Regions from separate parts of the Oryctolagus cuniculus genome. Here region 1 is linked to region 2. The links are chromatin contacts, called in public Hi-C maps. All regions are on one chromosome and are shown on one strand. Each heading gives the region's core, a stretch centred on a gene start, on an enhancer-like site or on the middle of the called end of the contact. The rest is flanking DNA. Distances are from core to core; before and after follow the strand shown. Region 1 holds the start of LRRC8D (leucine rich repeat containing 8 VRAC subunit D). Region 2 holds the start of ZNF326 (zinc finger protein 326).

Region 1 (6,468 bases), core at 2,867-5,366, 210 kb before region 2:
GCGCTGCAGCTGGCGCACCGCGCTGATCCTATGGCAGGAGCCAGGTACTTATCCTAGTCTCCCATGGGGTGCAGGGCCTAAGGACTTGGGCCATCCTCCACTGCACTCCCGGGCCACAGCAGAGAGCTGGCCTGGAAGAGGGGCAACCGGGACAGAATCCGGTGCCCTGACCGGAACTAGAACCCGGTGTGCCGGCGCCGCAAGGTGGAGGATTAGCCTATTGAGCCGCGGTGCCAGCTTGTCTTTTATTAACATATGAAGGTCCTCTAGATGCTGCCTATCATATTGTGATATAAATAGAGCTACAATAGGTTAAGAAGTTTGGCCACATTTATATGGGGACATACTTGCAAGAGATAACATTCACTGAGCAGTGCTTATGTTCTAGGTTAGCTCTTTCCATCAGCTCACTTAATCCTGGCCCTCACAATAACCTGAGATATGTCAGAGATGAGGAAATCATGAGATGTGAGATGGAGAAAGGGAGGGTCGAAGAGAGAGGGGTTCAAATTATCTTAAATCTTCTGTCATTAGTCCCACTTTTTCAAATAGATTCTGCAATTATTTGTATATGGTCATGCAAGTGTATTCAGATTTAGCCCCCACCCCCACAGGTATTTTCACTTTACAAGGAACTCATCATACTCCAGTGCATTTGGACCAATTTATCAAGTGTGATTTCTGCACAATTGTTTCAAAAACATGTTTACGGATTATTAGAACTCATATCACTTACCATCTGTTAGTCACTCTACTACACAATGGTAAAAAAAGAATGCAGAATCACCCTTCCAAGGAGCTCAGATTCTTCTCTGTTAAGTCAGTAGTCTCCATCTCTTCATTTACTGTGCTGGAGTCTCAGAGCATGGTAAGTGCCGAACTTCAGCTAAGCACAAACCAGCTTAGAATTATAATATGTGGGGAAAGAGACACACAAATAGCAGCCTTGTTTCACACAGTCCATTTCCACAGTGCTGTAAGGGCGTGGGCCTCTATAGTCCAGCTGTGCCACCTAAAGGCTCTGCGAGCTAAAGCTAACCTCCCAAGCTTGTGTCTCCTCTCAGAGTACCTTCCATAGATACTATGAGGATTGTATCTATCTCATCGGTTGCAGTGAAGAGTAAAAGGGAGTAGGTATAGTGTTTACAACAGGGCCCTCTCTAAGCACTGTGTAAGTATTAACTCTTGTTATTACCCATAGATTTACCATTCACAGGAACAACCGCCAATTCCCAACTATTACAAAAGGACAGTACCTGCTCTGTAATTTTTATTGAATAGAACTTCCTTGAAATCTTATTGAGCTCCTATCTCTGTAGGCACCTTTTCTATCATGGTCCTTTTTTTTTAAAAAAATTATTTCTCTCTCTCTTTTTTTATTTGAAAGCCTGGGAGACATCTTTCATCCTCTGGTTCACTCCCCAAACACGAGCAATAGCTAGGGCAGGGCAAGGCCAAAATCAGGAGCCTGGGGCTCAATCCAAGTCTCCCATGTGGGTGGCAGGAGCTCAGCTACTTTAGCCGTGATCTGCTGCCTCCCCGGGTCCACAGTAGTGGGAAGCTGGAATCAGAAGCAGAGTCAAGACATGAACCCAGGCTCTCCGATATGGGATGCAGTCATCCAAGCAGCGTCTTAACTGCTAGCCAAGCGCCTGCCCTGTCTCTTGTACTTCTTAATTTTGAGCCTAGTGAAAAATCATTCCTTTGCTGCCTCCTTATTGGTTGTTTCTCAGGGAGAAGGAGCGAGCTCCACTTTTCCACTTTTTTTTTTTTTTTTTTTTTTACATCCTAGATGGTCAGGATTATTTTTCATTACTTGTCATTGGTTAGTCCCTGGTAATTTTGTCTTTGTTATAGTAAGAGAATGTTTGTGTTCTCCCAAATCCATCTTTTGAAATCCTCTCCCCCAGGGTGGTGGTATTAGGAGGTGGGGCTGCGGGAGGCGATGGGGTCATGGGGGCAGAGCCCAGTGAACGGAGGCCTGAGGGAGTCCTGGCCCCTCCCACCACGTGAGGACGCAAGGAGAAGGTACCTCGCCCCAGAGCTGGATCTGCCTATCTTGATGATCTTGATCCTCCGGGCCTTGACAGCTGTGGGGAAAAATGTCTGTTGTTTGGGAGCCACCAGTTAACGGTGTTTTCGCATAGCAGACTGATGTATGAAAATGATCTTCTTAAGGATTTTGTTTATCATTTTTCTGATTATCAAAGTCATATGTGCCCAATATAAAAATAATCAAAATATAGAACTGCATAATAGAAAGCAAGGAGCCCTGGTAATCCCACACCCAGAGATAACCACTATTCCCAGCTGCTTCCAGATTTCTTATAAGCCTATATTTAATAGCATGTATATGCTAACACATAAAAGTGGATCGTACCACTCATGTTGCGCTGTAGCTTGCCTTTCTCACTTAACTATTTTGGATCCTGCCATGCGGGTACACATGCCGCTAGCTTATTGTTTGCAAAAGGCGTCTTAAGGTCTCCTTCCACAGAAGTGGCATAACTTGCAGTTCTTTACTGGGGCTGTGTTAGGTATTTCTCCACTATTACATACTTCCATTATCAGAAACAAAAATATATGGGCCACATCTTTTTGTACATATTGATAAATATTTCAGAGATTGTTTTTGCACAAATAGGCCCACAATATAAATTCATAGCTGCGGAATTACCTGTTCAAGAGAGCACAGCATGTGGCGTGCCTTTTGTCCTCCCAAGGGATTTCTCTAGTGTACTCTAGGATTTACGAAGTGTCTGTTTTGCCATATTTGACTGTTTTCCGAGTGTTGCTTTCTTCTCCACTTATACCAATCTTTTTTTTTTTAGATTTATTTTATTTATTTATTTGAAAGAGTTACACAGAGAGAAAAGAGGCAGAGAGAGAGAGAGGGAGAGAGTGAGTGAGAGAGGGAGAGAGAGAGAGAGGGAAAGAGAGAGGTCTTCCATCCAATGATTAACTCCCCAGATGGCCGCAATGGCCAGAGCAGTGCTGATCCAAAGCCAGGAGCCAGGAGCTTCCTCCAGGTCTCCCACGTGGGTGCAGGGGCCCAAGGACTTGGGCCATCTTCTACTGCTATCCCAGGTCACAGCAGAGAGCTGGATTGGAAGAGGAGCAGCCAGGACATGAACCAGTGCCCATATGGGATGCCTGCACTTCAGGCCAGGGCTTTAACCCACTGTGCCACAGCGCCAGCCCCTACCAATCTTTTTAGTATTGATTTATTTGTTTGAAAGGCAGATGAAGATAGATTGAGGAAAAGATCAAGATCTTCTATCCTCTGGTTCACTCCTCCAAAGCATACAACAGCTGGAACTGGGCCAAGCCAAGGCCAGAAGCCCAGAACTCCAGGTGGGTCATCAGCTGCCAACTTCCTGGGCACATTGGCAGGAAGCTGGATAGAGCAACAGTGACTCCCAACTGGTACTCTGATGTGGGATGCAGGCATCCCAAGTGGTGGCTTATTCTGCTGTGTCACATGTCTGGCCCCACTTACACCAATCTTGAATCCTTTTTCAAATGCAGGATCACAGTTGAAAACACAGGTAAGAACATACGTGGAGGAAGATACACCTGAGGTGTTTTGTTTTGTTTTGTCTTTTTCTTTTTTGCAAAATGCAAACATTCCAAATTAATTGTGAGACATTTTCAATCAAAATATCTGAATTGTGCCCCCCCCCCCCCCAATCAGCAAATCTGACTCTGGGATTAAATCACCAGGCACGCAGTCTCTCCTTGGCAGACTTCGGGGACTAGGAGAGCCTGCTGGCATGAGGGACAGGGATGGAAAGTGGTGAGAAAGCCGTGGTGAGGGCAGAGGGCTCACATCTGGTGGCCTCTGCTGCCTGGCCCGGGCAGTCCCGTGAATGCATCCTGCACCCCTCTGTGCAGGGTCTCCCGGCCCGTGGTGCTGCTCTTCCAGCACCAGGTGTTCCCCACCACGGGTTACCTCCCCCTGAAGACTTGCCCCAAGTCCCAGAAAACCATTCACTTCAATGCCTCACTCTGCTGGAACCCACGTGTTCCCGAGTTCCTGTAACACTGTGCGGCTTGCCTGTTAAGAACACTTAGGTGCCGCGTAAATACTGAATGAGCGTTTGCTGACATGGAGAGATCTCGGGACCAGGGAAATGAGACTTCCCGCCGTGCACAGAAAGCCAGGGATTCAGATAAAAGGAGATTGTTGACCCACGGGGCTGAGCCAGTTGTTTCGCCTGACTTTCTTGGCCCCTGCCTCCCCCCTACCCCGCCCCGACAAGAGAGACCGCCAGGGACGAACAGAAAGGGGGGAAAGCGGCGGGTTGGAAAACCCCTCTCAGCAAAGAACCACCTCCTCACCCGCCTGCTTCAGATGTAAGACATTTTCAGGGACAAGGAACGGGGAGAAAGAGGCAGACTCAGATGAAAACAAGAACTGTTTCTCCAGCACCGCTTTTTAATAGCAGAGGCAGAACTAACGACGCCGACAAACTGTTTATGCCCCCAACCCCGGCTACTTTCTCTTTAGAGCTGGAAGGCGCTTCGGAGACTTTTGACTTACTCCTCCCCGCCCCACCCCGGTCTTAAAAGCAGAGTTTAAGTCTGCAGAATAGACTTGGGTGAAGGCTCCTGAGCCGCAACAGCGCCTGCCTGGCACTGAGCCCTGCCCAGGTGGGCGTTTGATAGGTGAGTATTAGTGCGACGGCGACCTATGGCTGCCATGCTTCCCCGCCCCTTGCACCTGCTCCGCGTCCGGCGGTCTCTAGCTGCCAGCCCCTAACGTTCCCAATCTCGGGCCGCCTCCCTCATCAGACAGCCCCCCTCGGGTCAGCCCGGCCGCCCGGCTGCGGAAGCCGCACGACCCCCGGCGGGCGCGGCAGGGCCAAGGGGAAAGCGCTCGCAATCACATGGAGGCCCGGGCCCGCGCCATTGGCTGCGGCCGGGCCAGTCGCGGCGCTCGCCGGCTGCGGTTGGTCCCAGAGCTGCAGCGCTTGCACGGGCCCGGAGTCCATGTTACGCTTTGTCTAATTCCCCTCGTTACAGAGTCATGTGCTGCTGCTCCCGTCGCCGCCGCTGCCGCCGCCCGTGGTGCCCCGGCTCCTCTGCCGCGCTTCCAGGTGGCAGCCGCGGGCGGGCCAGCGAGAGCAGGGTCCAGGGCGCCGCGCGCCTTCGCCGCCCCGGCGCGTCCCGGTGCAGCCGCCGCCCGCCGCAGGTGATGCCGCCACCTCCCCCCTCAGCATAAGCCCCGGCTCGGCGGCCGAGCTGCCCGGGCTGCCCGCCCAGGTTGGTGCGCACCTCTCCGGGAAGGGGCCGGGGGCTGCGAGGGAGGGCGACGCGCGGGTGGAGCCACGCCGGAGCCGAAGCGCGTGGCCCGGCGCAGCGTCCCGCCCGGCTGAGCGCGGCGCCGCGGCCCGGGCGCAGGCTACGGCCGGAGCTCGCCTGGGGACCCGCGAGTGGGTTCGGGGGAACACGGCAGTGAGGGTGCCCGGGGCTCCGGTTTGCGATCGTCCCTGCAGGGGGAGGCTGTTCCGCTTTCCAGCATGCGTGCGGCGGGCGCCTGGGCCGCCGGCCGCGGGCCCGAGAGGGGCGAGTGCGGACTGCCTGGCTCCTGCTGCCCCTGGAGCGCGCCTCCAGTTCTCGCCTGCCTCCGCCCAACCGGAGGGGCGGGGAGAGCCCGTAGGGCCTCGCGGATTCCTCCCAGAGGGAGGGGGGTGTGTGGTGTCTGGCCTTGCTGGCCCGGTGCCCGAAAGGTGAGCCCTTAACTTCTCCAGAAACGCCTCCCCTCTGCCTTCATCCCGCTCTGGGTGGGCTGCGTGGGGAGGACGTGCCTCCCCGCCCCGCGCTGAGGGGAGGGAGCTGGGGGCCCCCGCAGGTGCACCCAGCCCGCCGCAGGCCATCTCCGGGTTGGGTACCGGTATAATCCGCTTCTAGCTTGTTTGGAAGCGTGGGCTCTTGGGAGCGGGACTTCTGCTCGCATCCTGTCCAGGGGCTTGGGAAGCAAGGGAGGAGAACTAGGGGTGCTTGCCCAAAGGGTGTTACCTCTGGTTACTGGAGGGTTGATACAGGGGCCTACCCCTTTATTTGGGGAGGGGGAAGTCTCCCTTGCAGATAAATCAATGGGATTCTTTTCATCTCTTAAAAAGCCAGCCGCAGTGAAGAACTGGTTCAAGTCCGGGGGGCAGAGGTAGGTCCATGCTGGAGAGGCACAGGTTGGGTGCCGGGTTCCTGGGGTACCCACGCAGTTGAGGCTGTGTGGCTGAAAGTGGGGAGCCAACGGGGAGGTAGGGTTTCAGGAAAGAAAAAGCAAGTGAAGGCGAGAGGGAGGGAGCTCTCAGGAGGTAGGACGATGGAAGGTATGGACTACAGGGAGAGGGGGTGCGTGGGGGTCCTAGGCTGCTGTGGGGTCCTGGGGGCGTGGCTTGAGCCTCAGACTCCTTCATGGCTCCTGTTGCTTCGCTGATTTCCTTCTCTGACTTTAGGAAAAGT
Region 2 (6,275 bases), core at 1,701-4,200:
ACAAAAAGACACAGGGTTTGGGAAAATACTTTATCCATTTTAGTATTTTTTTTTTGTTCTAGTACCATTGGTTGAACTCTGTAATTAACACACAATTATTCTTAGGTGTTTAAATTTTAACTGAAAAGTGATCCCTGTTAGGAATTTGGATAACATTATGTTGAGTGAAATAAGCCAATCCCAAAGGGACAAATACCACTTGTTCTCCTTGATAGGTGACAACTAACTGAGCACCAAAAAGGAAACCTGTTAAAGTGAAATGAACACTATGAGAAACGGTGACTTGATCAGCCCTCACCCTGACTGTTGATGAGCAACTTAATATGTTATCCCTCTTAGTATTTTTGTTTGTTTGTTCTACTTAATACTTTTGGTTGAATACTGTAATCAATACACAATTCTTCTTAAGTGCTGAAACAACTGAAAAGTGATTGCTGTTAAATATAAGAGTGGGAATAAGAGAGGGAAGAGATGTGCAATTCGGGACATGCTCAAGCTGACTTACCTCAAACGGTAGAGTTAGAAACATACCAGGGGATTCCAATTCAATCCCATCGAGGTGGCATGTACCAATGCCATCTCACTAGTCCCAGTGATCAATTTCTGTTCACAATTGATCATAATGATAGGACTAAGAACCAAAGGGATCACATAAACAAGAATAGTGTCTGCAAATACTAGCTGATAGAATAAAAAAGGGAGAGAATGGTCCAACATGGGAAGTGAGATACACAGCAGACCCATAGAATGGCAAATGTCCTAACAGCACGCTGGCTTCATAATCAGCCCTTAAGGCATGCGGATCTGGCTGAAATGCCCATGAGAGTATTTCAGGCATGGAAAGCCAAGACACTCTGGGGGAAAAAAAAACCTAAATGAAAGATCTCCACGAGTGAGATCCCAGTGGAAAGAATGGGTCATCAAAGAAGGAGGTACCTTTCTCTGAAGGGAGGAGAGAACTTCCACTTTGACCATGGCCTTGTCTAAAATGATCAGAGTCAGTGAACCCAGGGGGCTTCCATAGCCTTTGAAGCTCATGACAAGAGCCTAGGGTGAATACTGATGCCATAAACAAGAGTGTCAATTTGTTAAGTCATCAACAGGAGTCACTGTGCACTTACTCCTCATGTAGGATCTTTGTCCTTAGTGTGCTGTACATTGAGATTTAATGCTATAACTAGTACTCAAACAGTATTTTTCACTTTATGTTTCTGTGCAGGAGCAAACTGTTGAAATCTTTACTTAATGTATGCTAAACTGATCTTCTGTATATAAAGAGAATTGAAAATGAATCTTGACATGAATGGAAGGGGAGAGGGAGTGGATAAGGGGAGGGTTGCGGGTTGGAGGGACGTTATGGGGGGGAAGTTATTGTAATCAATATTCTGTGCTTTGGAAATTTATATTCATTAAATAAAAGTTAAAAAAATCAAAAACAAAAAAATAAGTACAAAAAAAAAAAAAAAAAAGCACAGGGTTGTTTTTGCAACCAGTGTCCAGAAACTGCTGAACAGAAGGGAGGGTCTGGGAGAGACAAGAAGGCGGAATGCAGAGGTCAGGCAGATCCCTGCTGTCCGTGCGTTAGGTTAAGGAGCAGTGACTAGATCTAAGCCAGGATAGAGACGCCTCGTGACAAGTTTAGACTGGCATTTATGTTACTGCAGCTGAGAACTCGAGACTGAAGGGCAGAAAAAAAAATTAGTTAGGAAGTTGCAGCACTAGTTATGGGGAGAGCTAACGAGTCTGTACATTCAATTGGTGGCAGTGGGGATGGAGAGGAGGGGGCAGGTTCAAGAAATTTTAGAGGGTAATGAACAGATGAAAGACCTGGGTACGGCTTGGGAGTGAGTGGAAGGAAGGGCTGGGCTGAGTAGCGACTGATGACTGGCAGGCGGGCTGGCTGGGATTAGTAGGATTAGGGGGATTAGCTCACCCTGCCCCAAACAGACAGGAAAAAATACATACAGGAGCCCGGGCAGGTCTGAGGAGGAAAATGGTGAATTGAGTTTTCGACATGATCAGCTCAGGTGAATAGAAAAACATATATGGCGGGGGCGGGGGGAGGAGTGTGGAGAGAAGAAGGAAATGAGCAAAGGGTGGAGAGCAGGGTGAATCATTTAGGGAGGAGAAGGAAAGTGGTGGGGAGGAAGCGACGCCTGGCCGGATTTCTGGCTACGTCAGACACCCGCTGTGTCTGTGTAACTGGAGGTTTTCTTACAGTGTATTTCCTTAGAACTTGGTTCCAGCAGCTGATTGAACCCGGAAGAAGAGCAAGGAGCTTGACTCCTGTTTCCTGTCAACTCACTGTTGCCACCATTTGCTTTACGTGGGGTGGTGGGGAGGGGGAGGATTTTCTTAAACCCGTGGTTCCAGCTGCCCCAAGGTCAGAGTGATCAGAACCGTTTTCTCTTTCCCTATGGTTGGGTGGTTGAATAACTTCGCCCACTGCCCACTGTCCACTCAAAAGTGTAAATAATGGAATGCTAGTAGGTTCGTTTGCCTGCGACCTTGTGCAGCTTCTTACTAGCGCCTTCAAATTCAGAGCGGAGAGCCTGCTTTGCCTCATTCCCAGAGTTCTAAGACCGTCCCAGACTTCAGCGTCTCCCTACACGCTCAAGCATTTTCCCGAGCAGTCATCACCAGCCAATAAAAAGCAAAAGGTCGGCACGTGATTTCATTCGTTTCGGGCAGGAGGAAGAGCCTCTAACCAGAGCCTTTCGCTCTTGCCAGGTTCAAACATGGCGGGCCGCAGTCCGCCCTTCCAGAACACTCAGCTCGCTTCCCCGCAGGCGCCGCCACTCGCCGACGCTCTCTTTTTTACCCACCGTGCCCGCGGCGGCTCCACGGGGTCAAAATCCTAGAGCGTGACAGCGGCCCTGCTTCCCGCCCCCGCGCGAGGGCCCGCCCACCAGCCCGCGCCAGCCAATCGCGGGCCGCGCTGCGGCGGCCGGCAGCACCGCCCGGCCCTGCCCCCAGCCTCACTGTGGCCTGCGCTCTCCGGCCCGTAGCGCCGCTCTCGGTGGAGCGGACTGGTTGTGAGGAACCGCGCGGATCGCGGGCGCTTGCCGCCGGCCAGAGCTCAGCTTAGCGCCTCTGAGGCCGTCCGCCCCGAGCCTCCGCCATGGACTTCGAGGACGGTAAGCGCAGCCTCTTGAGAGGTCTCCGCGGCGGGCGGGAGGCGGGAGGCCTGCGCCGGGGGTCTGTTTACCGTCTCAAGATGGCCGTGTGGGCTTTGTTCTGGCGGGCCTGGAGGCCGGGCCCAGGGCCCTGAGGCGGCCTCTGGAGGGACCCGCACGCCTCGAATCGGCCCGGCCGGGAGAACCTGGGAGCTGGGTGTGGGCCTCGGTGCCGGGAAGGACGCGCCCAGAGCTCCAGGCCCCGGGGCTCGGGCCGCGGCCTCGCCCAGGCCCCGGTGCGTGGAAACCGCCTAACGCCTCCCAACTTCCCGGCTCAGGCAAACGGACGCATGGGGCCTGCCGCCACCCCCACCCCCCTCGTGTCGCCTTCGCCCCACAGGGCGGCGACCCGGCCCGTCCGTCCGTTTAGTCAGTGCTCTTCCTGCCTGGTAGCATTTTCCGAGGCTTGTTCACGGTGCTGATTTCGGTTGTTTTTAAGAAAAGATGTTTAGAGGGCGTCCCTCAGAGACGATCGGTGGAAAGCCAGGTATTTCCTGGTTGGAAAACTGGGCTTGTTAATTCTCGTTCGAATTAGGCTCTGTGAACCGGAGCACTTTTATTTATTTATTTTTTTCGGTCTTGTGTGTGGATGCGGTTTAAGTTAGAATTCTGGCACGAGCAAACATCACGTGCCCTTCACCTTCAGACGTGTACTCAGCCGCTTGTGTTCCTGCTGACGAAATAAACTGTCGGAGCCGTGCCTTTTAGCCCCCCCCCCCCCCCCCAGCTCTTCAGATCGTTTTCACAGGGTCACAAAAAATTAATCTGGGCTTCGTCTTGTCCTCCGATGTCCTCAAAAGTCCTCAACTTTTAGCGACATGGGTGTCGAGAGAGGAAAAAAAAATGGCATGTAGTGACAGCAAGTAGGGAGGCCAGGGAAAGGGCTTGTGTAGTTAAACTGGATTTAATCCGGGGGAACCAGGCAGGCGTTTCTAAATAAAAACCAGTTCGCTAAGTAGTTGAAAGCCTCTAATGCCACCAAAAAAACAAGCCATACTTAACATTGAATGAGGTGTGATCTCCGCTTAGGAATGAAGCAGCTTTTGAATTTTGATTTTTACAAAAGTAAAAGCTACTGAATCAAGATATATGAAAGCCCCCCCCCCCCATTAGCCCTTTTGTAGATACTTTGAAATAGGAAGTTCAGCTGGTAAGAGTACCTGGGGTTTTTGTTTGTTTTAGTTGGACTTTGACTCATTTTGATATAAATACCTTTCAACTCTGAATGTTTGAAGTGATCAAAGTTTGGGATGAAAATAAAAAAAAAATTTACTGTGTTTTCAGGCTACAGTTTGATAGTACAAACACCCAAAGGGCAATCAGAGGCTGCCAGGTGTAGGTGGGGACAATCCTTTCCACCCACCCCAACGCAATTAGCCAATACAAATTCTGCAATTGAAAAACAAGAATCAAACTTAGTAATAACTTACTATTCTCATAGGCCTACAATTCTAAACAGTGTCCGTGATAAAATATTCCCTGCCGCGCTGTCCATCCTCAGTCACCAAATTCTATTTGGGAAATGGAATTTGACCAACAGTGTATCTATACAGTGTAGTGTGGTTCTGTTGTATCCAAATGAGTACTGTATTAAATTTCATTCTTTCAGTATTTATTTGCAAAATTAACTAAATGATTAAACTTTTGTTAAATTGGTTTGATGGGGAAATTGGCAATATGGTTTTCAACGGTGCCGTATCTTGGATGGATTTAACACACACTCAGATATACATATACATTCCTCAGATTAGATCTTGAAATCTTTATAGACAGTGAATTAAATGGCAGAAGTGTTGACTTTGAAAAAAATTACATTACATAAAACCACCTCTCAAATGTCTCTGCTTTTTGCATGTTTTTAATACATAATTTTAGCCGCTCTGCTTTCCTTCTTGTTCTGTACTGTAAATCAGTATTGGATCCCTCTTTTGACTGTTATTATGGATCAGGTGTTATGAACTAATTTTTCCATTACTGTAATTGGATGATGAGATGAACCTGCCTTTGGGGAGGGTGGTCAAGAAAAAGAGATGCGTGTTTTCCCAAAGGGAGTATTGGTAATTGTTTGTACCTCAGTTTTGCAGATAATTGAGTTAATGACATTTGAGAAATTGTGTTTGTTTCAAATAGATGCATATATAATTTTGGAGGTTTGCTAATATTTTACTAATTCCTTTCTGTTAACTGTGTCTTCATAGATTACACACACTCTGCTTGCAGGAATACTTATCAGGGCTTTAATGGTAAGTATCCTCTTTCATTTGCAATTAAATTTTTTGAGGATTCAGTGCATTTCAGATTTTCTCTTCAGACTCACCAATGTGAAAAGTCAGTTCTACTTTTTCAGTCATGGTTTTGGCTCTTGATGTATCACTTTTCATTGTTAACTGTTGCTATAATGTATGTAGTATTTGAATTTGGGATCAGAAAAAGTTAGGGGTTTTCATTGTTAATTAGACTTTTTGTCCATTTTATTTGAATTATGATTTTTAAATTTATTACAAAGGCTCTAATAACATTCTAAGTGGTGAAGTACCCAGTACTGGCTGAGTTCTTTTTGTTGAATTAGAAGCTTTGGTATTGAGTAATGTAGCTTAAGTGGATTATTGGCTTGATTCTATATAGCTTCTTTGTAATGCATTTTGACCTTGTTTTGAGGTCATTTTCTTCTATGCTTCCCAATGTGTAGTGCTTAAAGAGGAACACATAAAAAAACCTGGATGTTATTAACATAAGCCTTGTGACTTGTGACTACAGAGCTAGTTAAAATCACAAGAGAAATGCAGAACACAATTGGATGTTACTTTGATTGCTATAAAGTCCCCGCCAGATAGGATAATGACTCAAAAAAAAAAAATCAAACAGGTTAAAAAAGCATTATATAAGGGATTTAAAAGGGGATAGCATGAAGTATCCTGACTTCCAGAGAAATGCAAAAACCAAAATGTTGTATAGAATGTAGTATGTTCACAAAATAAAACCAAAGAAAATGTACTATTAAGGAAGACTGCTATTTTATGGGAACTATTAACATTAGCTCATTTTTATGTATGGTTTGTAATGATTAAAGAAACTTTGAATTTGACTCAGGCTCAACAT

Evidence for each region. A called contact is a pair of places that touch in the nucleus more often than the background predicts.
Region 1: a Hi-C map of an unstated tissue shows a contact between it and region 2, with 2.2 times the contacts expected there. The contact joins the promoter of LRRC8D here to the promoter of ZNF326 in region 2. A contact is called at or near these places in 2 of 6 Hi-C or Micro-C datasets (psoas muscle and an unstated tissue).

The regions. Positions count from the first base shown.
Region 1 is chr7:80,849,816-80,856,283 of mOryCun1.1, reverse strand. LRRC8D (leucine rich repeat containing 8 VRAC subunit D) reads left to right here and starts at 4,116. Exons shown (of 3, transcript XM_051856259.2): 1 at 4,116-4,668.
Region 2 is chr7:80,641,686-80,647,960 of mOryCun1.1, reverse strand. ZNF326 (zinc finger protein 326) reads left to right here and starts at 2,950. Exons shown (of 12, transcript XM_002715870.5): 1 at 2,950-3,137; 2 at 5,375-5,419. The coding sequence starts at 3,122.